Regions from separate parts of the Mus musculus genome. Here region 2 is linked to region 1. A link is a contact called in public HiChIP or PLAC-seq data. All regions are on one chromosome and are shown on one strand. Each heading gives the region's core, a stretch centred on a gene start, on an enhancer-like site or on the middle of the called end of the contact. The rest is flanking DNA. Distances are from core to core; before and after follow the strand shown.

The links. HiChIP or PLAC-seq counts read pairs in DNA pulled down with a chosen protein or histone mark.
Region 2: an H3K4me3 HiChIP or PLAC-seq map of bone marrow-derived macrophages shows a contact between it and region 1, with 4 times the contacts expected there. The contact joins two enhancer-like sites. A contact is called at or near these places in 1 of 39 promoter capture datasets (the C10 cell line) and 1 of 115 datasets of contacts at active chromatin or transcription factors (bone marrow-derived macrophages).

Annotation. Positions count from the first base shown.
Region 1 is chr13:111,932,925-111,938,026 of GRCm38.p6, forward strand. No RefSeq gene overlaps it. Among named protein-coding and RNA genes, the nearest start is that of Gm15322, 59 kb to the right of the region's middle. Within about 2 kb of position 3,202, at least 164 of the 459 cell types and tissues checked have an H3K27ac peak or open chromatin away from gene starts, as enhancers often do. A contact at or near this core is called in bone marrow-derived macrophages, where this site is marked.
Region 2 is chr13:112,664,028-112,669,129 of GRCm38.p6, forward strand. The region is part of intron 1 of Slc38a9 (solute carrier family 38, member 9); the gene reads left to right. Among named protein-coding and RNA genes, the nearest start is that of Slc38a9, 5.8 kb to the left of the region's middle. Within about 2 kb of position 2,809, at least 71 of the 459 cell types and tissues checked have an H3K27ac peak or open chromatin away from gene starts, as enhancers often do. A contact at or near this core is called in bone marrow-derived macrophages, where this site is marked.

The DNA of each region.
Region 1 (5,102 bases), core at 1,952-4,451:
TCATTTCTTTAAACCTTAATTCCAGTATCCATGCAGTGGGATGCTTAGAGTATAGTATTTAGAGTCAGTCAGTTCTCTCTCTCTCTCTCTCTCTCTCTCTCTCTCTCTCTCTCTCTCTCTCTCACACACACACACACACACACACACACACACACACACACAGGGAACACTAAAAAGATCTCATCTTCAGATTCTTAGATGACACTTCTGTTAGGGGCTAGAGCAATGGGTCACAAGCATTTAATGTTCTTGCAGAGTACCCGGGTTTGGTTCCCAGCACCCCTATCAGATGTCTCACAACAGCCTGTCACTCCAGTTTCAGGGCATCTGATTACACATGACGCACATAATCTCATGCAGGGACACACACAGCCATGTATATAAAATAAATAAATCTCCCTGGGGGCCAACCTCCCTCTCTGAAAAATGGAAAGATGTTTTTTTGTCTAAGGCAGATTCTACAGCTTATGTTTGTGCACGTGTTTTTGTTTGTTTTTCTCCTTATTTTCATTGTGCTTTTTAAAATTCTGCCTCTCCACCCATAACCATGGTAAAACTAAATCTCTCTCTTATCCCTCCCCCTTTCTTCTATTATTTTCACTTTATTTTTGAACTGTTTATTTGAAGCTATGGTCACACATATACACAGAAGATGAGGGCTTGTGATGCACATTTATAGATATGCTATACAAAGTTTTGTCTTGGTGACTGTCAGCAATGCCTTGAAACTGTGTGGGGGAGCAGAGCTCACTCTTGAGAACTCAGCTCTGCAGGAGGACAGGAAATGGTCTATTGAGAAACTGGTGACGTGAAAACGCTGAAATCCATCTTCAGCCTCGGTTCTGGTTTAGTTTGATTGGGAAACAGCAGCATTTATAAAAGCTGAATGGCTTCTTCTTCTATCCCTGTGGTCGCTGCTGTGATTTCTAGGTGAAGATTCAGGCTGCTAGTATAGCCCTTTGATTAGCTGGTTACTCAAAAGGGCTGCTCGTGCCTGTCTCTTAGCTGTGTGCCTTGGGTGGTCGTACAGGTGCAGAACTAGAGAAAATAGAAGGACTGGGTTTGAGATGTCCTGATAAAAGCCTTCACGAAAGGGACTTATATGTTAATATTTAACAAATGTGCATGGGCACTGGGCTGAAGTGGGAGCAGCTTTCTGGAAAGATGTTTATCAAATGTTTATTAAACCTACACGCCTTTCTGGTGTGTGTGTGTGTGTGTGTGTGTGTGTGTGTGTGTGTGTGTGTGTGTGTGATTCCTCAGGACCCATCCAGTCTAGTTTTTGAGATACAGTCTCTCACTGGGACCTGGGGCTTGACAATTAGGCCAGGCTGGATGGACAGTAGACCCCAAGGATCTGTCTCTCAGCCTTTGAAGTACTGGGAGTGCCAAGTGCACATCACCACCCTCAGTGATTTTTTCACTTTTCTGTAAGCTCTGATGATCATACTTAGGCCTGCATGCTTGTAGAACTAGCACTTTTCACCTCAAAGTCATAGCCTTTAAAATGGGCCTAAAAACCCCTCCAAACACACACACACACACGCACGCACGCACGCACGCACACAGACAATCACGTCAAAACAAAAGAGGTGGGAATTTCTCTGGAAAGAATGGCTGAAATTGGGGCAGAAGGACCCCCACAACGACATAGAGCTTACTAACGTTAGCTGCACATGTGCAGACCCAGTGTGAATCTTTTTCCAAAGCACATTGTGTTTACCAATGAAGCATGCATGCATTTTCATGCTTAGGTTTTAAAGAAAGATAAGCAAATTGGGAGAGAACCAAGAATGTGTTTGAGATCTTAAGAAGAAGTGATCACACACACAAAACAAATCAATAATTTAGGGATATATCTATTGGGCTAATTGAGAAGCAAGTATAGGAAAATATATGCTTGTAATCTGTCCTTGGGTAGTCGATATACTAACTCTTAGAGTGGTTATAAAAATATACACTCTGATTACATTTGGAATTAAATTTAAAATGTCTTTACTGGGTTGTGTCAATTGAAATTATATCAAAACCCTGTCTCGAAAAAAAAAAAAAAAAAAAGAAAGAAAGAAAGAAAGAAAGAAAGAAAGAAAGAAATAAATTATATCAAAAATGTTGGCAACCAGAGAGCAGAGGCAGAGAGGCTCAAGGGCGAGTTCTGGCTGCAGAGAACTTGTTTTTACCCTTGAGGGCTGGGCATAGAGTGATTAATCATCATAGGATATCAGATATATCCCCTGTCTCATTCAATAAGAAAGAGGCCAATAGTCGAGAAAGAGATGGGGTGGAGAAAGGGTGGTATGGATGGATCAGGAACTTATTATTGCGTATGTTTCCTCAGTGTTTTGTCAAGAGCACCCAGTGCTCACCAATTCTACAGTCTACTCTTCTGACTCCATTGCACCGTTCAATCCATCTGAAGAATAGTAGTCTATGAGTTTTGACATAGATTGTGTGACACAAACACACCCAGGTACAATGTATACTGTCAACTATGCCTTTTCCTAAGTAATTCCTGCTCCTACCACACTCTCAGAGGCAATCTACAGCTATTCCTGTGAGAGTGGGTAAGCATGTTTGTGTCTTACCATTGGTTAATTTTGCCTGTCTAGGCATTTCATGTTATAATCATAAAACATGCACTCTCCTGTAGAAAAAGTTCCCTTCACTTGGCTTAGTATTTTTGAGATGTCTGATTTTGAAAAGTTGAAAAAATATCCCTTAGTCTTTGGCGATTCTTGGGTTAGCATCAGGAATGCTGGGTAATGGTGGCGCGCCTTTAAACCCAGCACTCAGGGGGCAGAGGCAGGTGGATCTCTGAGTTCAAAGTCAGCCTGGTCTACAGAGTGAGTTCCAGGACAGTCAGGGCAATACAGAACCCTGTCTCCAAAATCCAAAAATCAATCAGTCAGTCAGTCAGTCAGTCAGTCAGTCAGTCTGCCTGCCTCCTGCCTGCCTACCTGCCTATCTATTTTTTTTTTTAAACTGAAGTGGTGAGGGTAATGGGGAGAGGAGAGGAAGTGGATCCTAAGTATAGAAACTCGGGCCTCTTAATTTTCTGATGCAAAACTGAGGACTGGTTCTTGTCAAGGTCATGCAGGTTGAGCTGAAACTGGAACCCAGATCTCCTGACCCACTCTTGGAACAGTGAGCCAGGCAGCTGAGCGAGGTGGTTGTTTTGAGCCGATGCCATGTGAGACTAGAGAGTTTCGACAGAGCTTTGCTTAGAGGATGTGAAACTACACTAACCTCATGTGACAAGAGAACCTTGGAGGCCTTGGTGTGGGGCCAGGAGAGGAAGTCTGCATGGCTTCTGGTTACCAACTCCACCTCTGAACCCACTGGCCTGGGGTGACTTATGGCGAACCTTCTCATTTGCAATAAAACCAGACATGGGGCAGGGAAAGCTTTTCTACGGCAGCGTGCAGAAGGCAGGGCACTGCTAAAAAAAGGTAGGTGGGCGTGGCCTCTAAAAGGCACCTTCAGCCACATGCGTGCTCCTCCCAGAGCAGGGGGATCTGGAGCTGCAAACAAATCCCTAGGGAGGGAGAGATGCTGTGGTTACAGACACAGCCTTTGTGTCTTGTATGCATGTTCCAATTCAGCCCCAGATGACAATGACCTGGTAGTTCCTGCCTGCCAGCTGTTGGCTGGCCTCTGTGAAAGTCCCCAATGTTTGGGCCAATGCCTCGTGGGCAGGTATCCATATCATGAGGCCAACTGGCACTGTTGGCACCTTTGTTGGTCAAATGAGCACAGTGACTTGGGACAGAGGTGGCTGATCCACCCTCCCTACCAGCTGGCTGGTGGGAGCCTGTGGGCAGGTGCCCTGGGGAGAAAAGGGTTCCAGTTGCCATGGTAACTGTTCAAAAAAGGAGGTTCCCTCCTCAAGGCCAGTTTGGTGTCTTTTCTGCAGGGGAAGAAATGGATCTGTGGCAGCCAGGCCGGCCGTGTATATCAATTCGTGCCTCATCTGTTTGGAATCTTTACTTCTAATTGGACCTATTATTAGTGTCTGGGAGAGAATCTGAGGGCTGGTGGATCTGTTGAGAGATGTCATTATAGCAAAGACTAGGTCACCAGAGAAGTCCCAGAAGAATCATTCCCGTGTATACCAAGCAGAGCTGGACAAAGAATTCCAAAGGCTTTTTTTTTTTTTTTTTTTTTTTTTAAAGGCAGACTTGCAGGTTGGACGAGTTCTCTGGGCTATTCCGGGATATGGAGATTAGCACTGACTGAGGCCTTCACCCTAGATGTCCTTTGGCCAAACTGTCCTGGGCACAGGGGTGAAGGGACCCTGGTCAGCTTGCTGGGCCTGGCTAGTTTCCCACAGTGAATGCATTGTAAAGAACCAAGCATTCTCGTCGATGCTGTCTCTTCTGTAAAGGTTTCACGTATGCCTTTACCTTGGACGGACGTTTCTGGCTTTGATCAGAAAGTCCAACTCCTTCATCTTACTACTTCTGCATCTCGCTTCTGATGAAAGCCATCCTCACGCAGGTCACTGGGTTGAGGGTCAGTGATTTTTCCCACTCAGCCTTTCTTCTGTGTGTTGGTATAAAGATCCTCTGTTCCAGGCTTTGAGATGATTGGGAGAAATACTAGCACTGTGTGAGTGCAGGAGCTTCTGAGCCCCTTCCTGGGGCAGGGCGTGGATTGTGCTCTGTTCTGCCTACTGATAGCTAGTCAGAATCATTTAGATGGGCTGGTAGGTACCTAGGATTAGGAAATATGACTTATTCTGGCTAAACCTGAACACCTTGCCTGCAAGTGTGGCCGTGGTGGACACAGCCATCAATTGTCTAACGTAGCAAGTGAGACTAGAACAGATCTTCCTGCTGCTGCTTGCCAGCTGGTTCTGGTTCTGGAGACCGAATTACACACACACACACACACACACACACACACACACACACACACACACACACACAGTTCTCACTATATTTTCCCAGTAACGGATTGAACTTGCAAAGTGTTGTCCTGTGTCCTACTGCTAAGCAAATATTTAGAATTTGTCTTCTGAGCTGGGACACTGGGGATGCAGAGAGAGACGGGGCATCATCATCTGCTATCCCAGAGGCCCTCACAAGGGAGAGACGGCAAGG
Region 2 (5,102 bases), core at 1,559-4,058, 730 kb after region 1:
TTAGCCTTTTTGCCATGGATAGACCATCCTGCACTCTAACCGACAGTCACAGAACTCTCCCTTCTCAACACACTTCATCACATAGCAGAGTATCTTATAGTCTTACTCGTTTTTAGAAACCGTTAAGTTGCTTTTGGAACCATCGGTGTTTCGGGAGAGTTTGAAGTCTGAGCTGTCTGACTGGGGCGACTGGAAACCACCACGTTCTCTGCTCATTTGTTTAAAGATGTTTAACTAGTTGATAAAAGAGGCAATAAGAACTTTGGACTCCTCGTTTATGAGTTTTTATTTAAATCAACTTTGGGCTTCCTTGGAATGACTCTCCAATTTTACTATGCCACGCGTTTCAACATTGCTCAAAATAAATATATGCATGTGTAGCTAACCTAGAACCTCTAAGTTCCTGAATGGTCGTCATGTCTCCCCTAATATCAGTCACTTTTTGGTAAGGCTGACTGACTTTAAAGAATCTTGCTAAATATTTCCTCTTTCCCAGTTTAGTAGTATTCGACCCCTAGTTAAAATATCTTCAGGACCTAGAAGCACCGGCTCGTTCTGAACCTATGAATATTCTTAGTTTATTTAAGAACCAACCCTGCAGTGTTGGTTTACAAACAGGGAAATGTGGTCACCCACCTCTTCCACTGTTCAAGAAGATTGGTTGTTACTCTCAGATGGACCCTTCCTCCAGGTGAACTGGCCCTGAGAGGACTGAAGGTGACTTGGGAAATATCCTTCAAACAAAACAAAATAAAAACAAAAAACAAAACAAAACTTGCGTCAGGAAACAGAGTCTGCTAAACTAGTTTGCCTCATATAAAACAGTTATTATGCTTAATTTCTAATAATGGAGGCATAAACATGTAATTCCATCTCTCCCAGTTCCATCTGTTTTAGAGGTTAAGGCCTGTTTGTTATGTTGGCTGTTAATGGTCTTTTATTCACAATCTAGATGATGAAGACCTGATTTTTCAGATCTTCTTGGGTCTTTCAGAGCACTCAAGCTCTTCCTTAAGGCAAGCATCAGTGTGGAGGAGGTAGCATTGGGCATCACACTGGTCAGAGTCAGTTCCAGCTGGGGCTCTATCAGCTACGTGATCTAGGACCAGTTTCTTCTCTGAGATTCCGTTTGTTTCTCCTTATTCCTTCCTTGTCTCCTTCCCCCTGCCTTCCTTCTAATGTGACAGTAATGTTTATTTACCAAAATTCAACGGTTTAAACAGCATCGAGCAAAACATGAGACAGTAGGCGACAGCAGGAAGACAGCGCCTCCCGCGCCCTTTCTAGGGCAGATGCGTCCTTTTCTCTGGGGTTCCTCTAAAACGGCATGCAATGGTTCACTAGGAGCACAGCCTTTCTCCTTAGCACTGTTTTGTTTGTGGTTGTTCAATGATTCTGTGAAGATCAACCTTTTTATTTTTTTCTACATCAGAATGTACTCTTTATACTAAATACTCTGTGAAAACTCCAGTGCATAGAATAATAGTGGTTGGCATGGTTTTATACAAACAAAAATATCCATTTCTTTTTTTTTAATTTTTTATTTTTTATTAGATATTTCCTTTATTTACATTTCAAATGTTATCCCCTTTCCTAGTTTCCCCTCCGGAAGTCCCCTACCCCCTCCCACCTTCCCCTGCTCACCACGCTGGGTACAGCTTAGCAAATTTGAGACCAACAGGGCTACCTCGTGAACTCTTGCCAATAAATAAATAAATAAATAAATAGAAACTTCAAATTTCTGTTTTTTCTTTTTAACTGTTTCAGTGAAATCAATGTTATCAGAGTTGCTCCCATTTTCACCAGATTCTAGTTACAACTACCTTAAAACAGTGTGTCCTTTACACTAAAGCAACGGTTCTTAACCCGTGAGTCTCCATGTGATATCCTGCATATCAGATATTTATGTCACGATTCATAACAGTAGCAGAATTACACTGAAGAAGTAGCAGTGAGGTCATTTTATGGTTGGGGGCCACCACAGCATGAGGAAGGTTGCAGCATGAGGAAGGGTGAGAACTGCAAAAGAAGACTCTTTTGCTCCACATTTGAAAGTGTGCAATCTGCTTGCTCTATGAATCTGTCTCAAAGAGTCAATTGAAACTTTCTAGCCTGGGATAAATCCTGTTTGTTTTGTTTTTTGCTCATCCTTGGTTATTGAAGCACTGTTCACAATATGTATGCAACTTGGGACTAAATCCTTCACTGATGTCTTGCTAAGCTGATTCAGAAAGTAGAACCAGCGATTGGTATACAGATGAACTAAAACTGAAGTAATGAAATGAAAATTAGCATTGGGTTTGCAGCCGCTAGCTAGGCTAGCCCTCAAGAGATTTAGGGGATAATACTTCTCTCAGCTTTATAAATTATATTTTTGAAGTTATTGGTGGTAGAAAATGTAACTTAATTTTCTATTTTTCCCAGTACTTCTTTACATTGTAGGGACTCAGTAAGTCCTTGCTGAATGAATGACTGTGTTTAACATTACCGTTACTTAATATTTTGGCTGTCTTAGTAATTTCCGCCATCCTAATCCACGAAGTGTGTGGAAGTGAAATACTTTTCTTGGGGTGATATTAGTTTTGGTTATACCCCTTCCCCTTTGTGGTTCTGGGACCTCTCACGTAGTGTGCAAGTACTCTGCCATTGAGCTCTGTTGTCTCTCCCTTCCAGTCTCTTTGAAACGTTACTCTTCCAAGATACTGCCTAATGGCTGTCTGTAGCATTTGCTTGCCTTTAGTAGTCCCAGTAAGGGCCTGGCTGGCTTGAGCACTGGGCAGAAAAGCAGAAGCGAAGAGGGAAGTGAAAGGGAAAGAAACAGAACAGAAATGCACAGCTTTGGGGACTAGAGCATGTTACTGGCATCTGTGTCACAAAGTCAGTGGCGCGTCGGCAGTTGTCTACATGTTTATTATTAAGGACGTCTTTTATTTAAAGGGGAGCAATTCAAAAGGTGGCATTAAAAAGTATTTTTATCTGTTTATTGTGATGAATAATAATACAACTGACCATTTCTCACCACAGAGCTCTGATGCACTTGGTATTATTTTTAACCCTTACGTGAACCAGAGAGGTGGGTGCGATTGCTTTGATTTTGCAGGTGGGAAGGTGGTGGCGTGAAGGTTGAATGGGTGGTACTGAATCATGTAAGCAAAGAGCCAATTTCTGATACAAAACCTATTTCCTTTCAGTCCCTCCACAAATATCATTGTAAGGAAATCAGGATACGTTTGGCTAGCCTGAAGCTCAGGAGTAGATCACTCACCCAGCAACCATGTGTCCTGTACTGATCGCTAGAGAGCAAGAGGGAAGTGGAAAGGAAGGCGAGGGAGGGGGCAGGGAAAATTAACGTAAGTCCTTTAAACAAATCAGGACTGATACTACACACTTGTTCAGTGTCAGAGTAATGTGAAGTAGCGACAGAAGTGCGACTTGACAGAGAGCAGGACATGTGGCACAGCACCGGTGAAGAGGGTCAGCTCAGATTTGGACTGCCTGGTCCTGACAGTCCGTGATTGGTCCTTTATACCTTCTGTCTTTTTACATATAACAACAGTTCCAACAGCAACTTACACGGTAAAGAATAAGAACAACAATTGCTTTTACAGCTCACAATGTATTTCATTTTATATAGTTCTTTGCATTGTAGCGTGAAATATACATACACAAAAGTGAATTAAGCACACACTCACACATACATAGGGTTATAGAGCAAATATCCCTGTAACAACAATTAGATTGAAGAAGATGAACACTGCCAGTACCACATAAGATCTCCTGTCTTTCCTGTTACAATCCTGTGATCCTCCTTCCAGCGGGTTCTCTCAGCATCAGAAGTGACGCTGCTTCGTCAGGATCATTTCCAGAAAGGAAGCTGCTCATGCATTATAGATGTTTAGTATCTCACTGACCTCTGTCCTTGATATGTCAGTTAAAAGACATCCTCTCCCAAATTACACCGACTGATTGCAGGATGTCAAATTCCTCCTATATTGCTCTGGTCTACATCTCTCTGTGGTAGAATAAACTGTAGGGCTGGGATAACAGCAGAGAGTTGGACTCATCTGTTAGGGTTATTGATCCCTTTACATTAAATAGTGTTTGGAGAACCTGATTGAAGAAAGAGATGCAGTTGAGTCCTGTACAATCTTTTCTGAACTGGAGAAGTTGTCTTAGGTTGCATATGCTGCTATTATTAAAAATATTGTCTTTTATTTTAGATCATTTTAATTGTACCAGCGATGATTTTTCAATTAAAAATAGAGTAAGTAAGCAAAACAAAGCATATTTCAACAGGTGAGTTATTCTAGAGTCTATCAGCATAGTACCATGTGGGTTATAGTATAATGCCTACAAGAGAGTCCCAGAATTCTAATATAGTTAAAATCCTGAGCCCATAGATGAAGAAAACATTATACACTCTCCCCTTAACCTCCCCAGGCTTGTTCTCAAGTTTTCTGTTAAACCCTGAGTACCCACGGATGAGAAGATAATGCTTCTTAAACATTTAAAAGTAAAACTTTGTATGTGCCAGTAATAATAATAAAAATAGTGTATTCTCAAAACAAGAAGACAGTTGTGATGGTAAGGAATGGGGATGCTTATGGATTCAGTGAAGGGAAAGCCAGGAAGAGTCCAGATGGATTAGATGCCGAGCATGAGAAGTCTCCGATGGGACAAGCAGAAGGACCGAGAGGCCAGCAGTTGAAGTAGGAGAAGAGTATGCATGTGGTTTGGGTTGGGTCTTTTATTTTTGAGCAAGAAAGTCGAGTTTGGAACATGCTAAGTGTGAGTTATACAATTCTATCTAGGAAAAGATGCTGAGTAGCTTAGCTGAATGTGCAGGTGCGTTCAGGAGAGATGCTTGACTAGAAACATTACGCAGAAGTTGGCATCCTTACATCTCCTGCACTGTCTGTAGTTGAAGCGCTTTATCTTCACACCTCCTCATGCGGTAGCCACAGTGCTGAGGAGGCTTAGCTTCCTCGTGAGAGCTGCTCTGAGGGGAAACTCTTACAGTCTTTCCTTTAGGTGGACCTCGGTCTCTGTCTGTTTCCCTAAGGCTGGAGGCTTTGAAGACCTCATCTCATACTCCGAAAGAG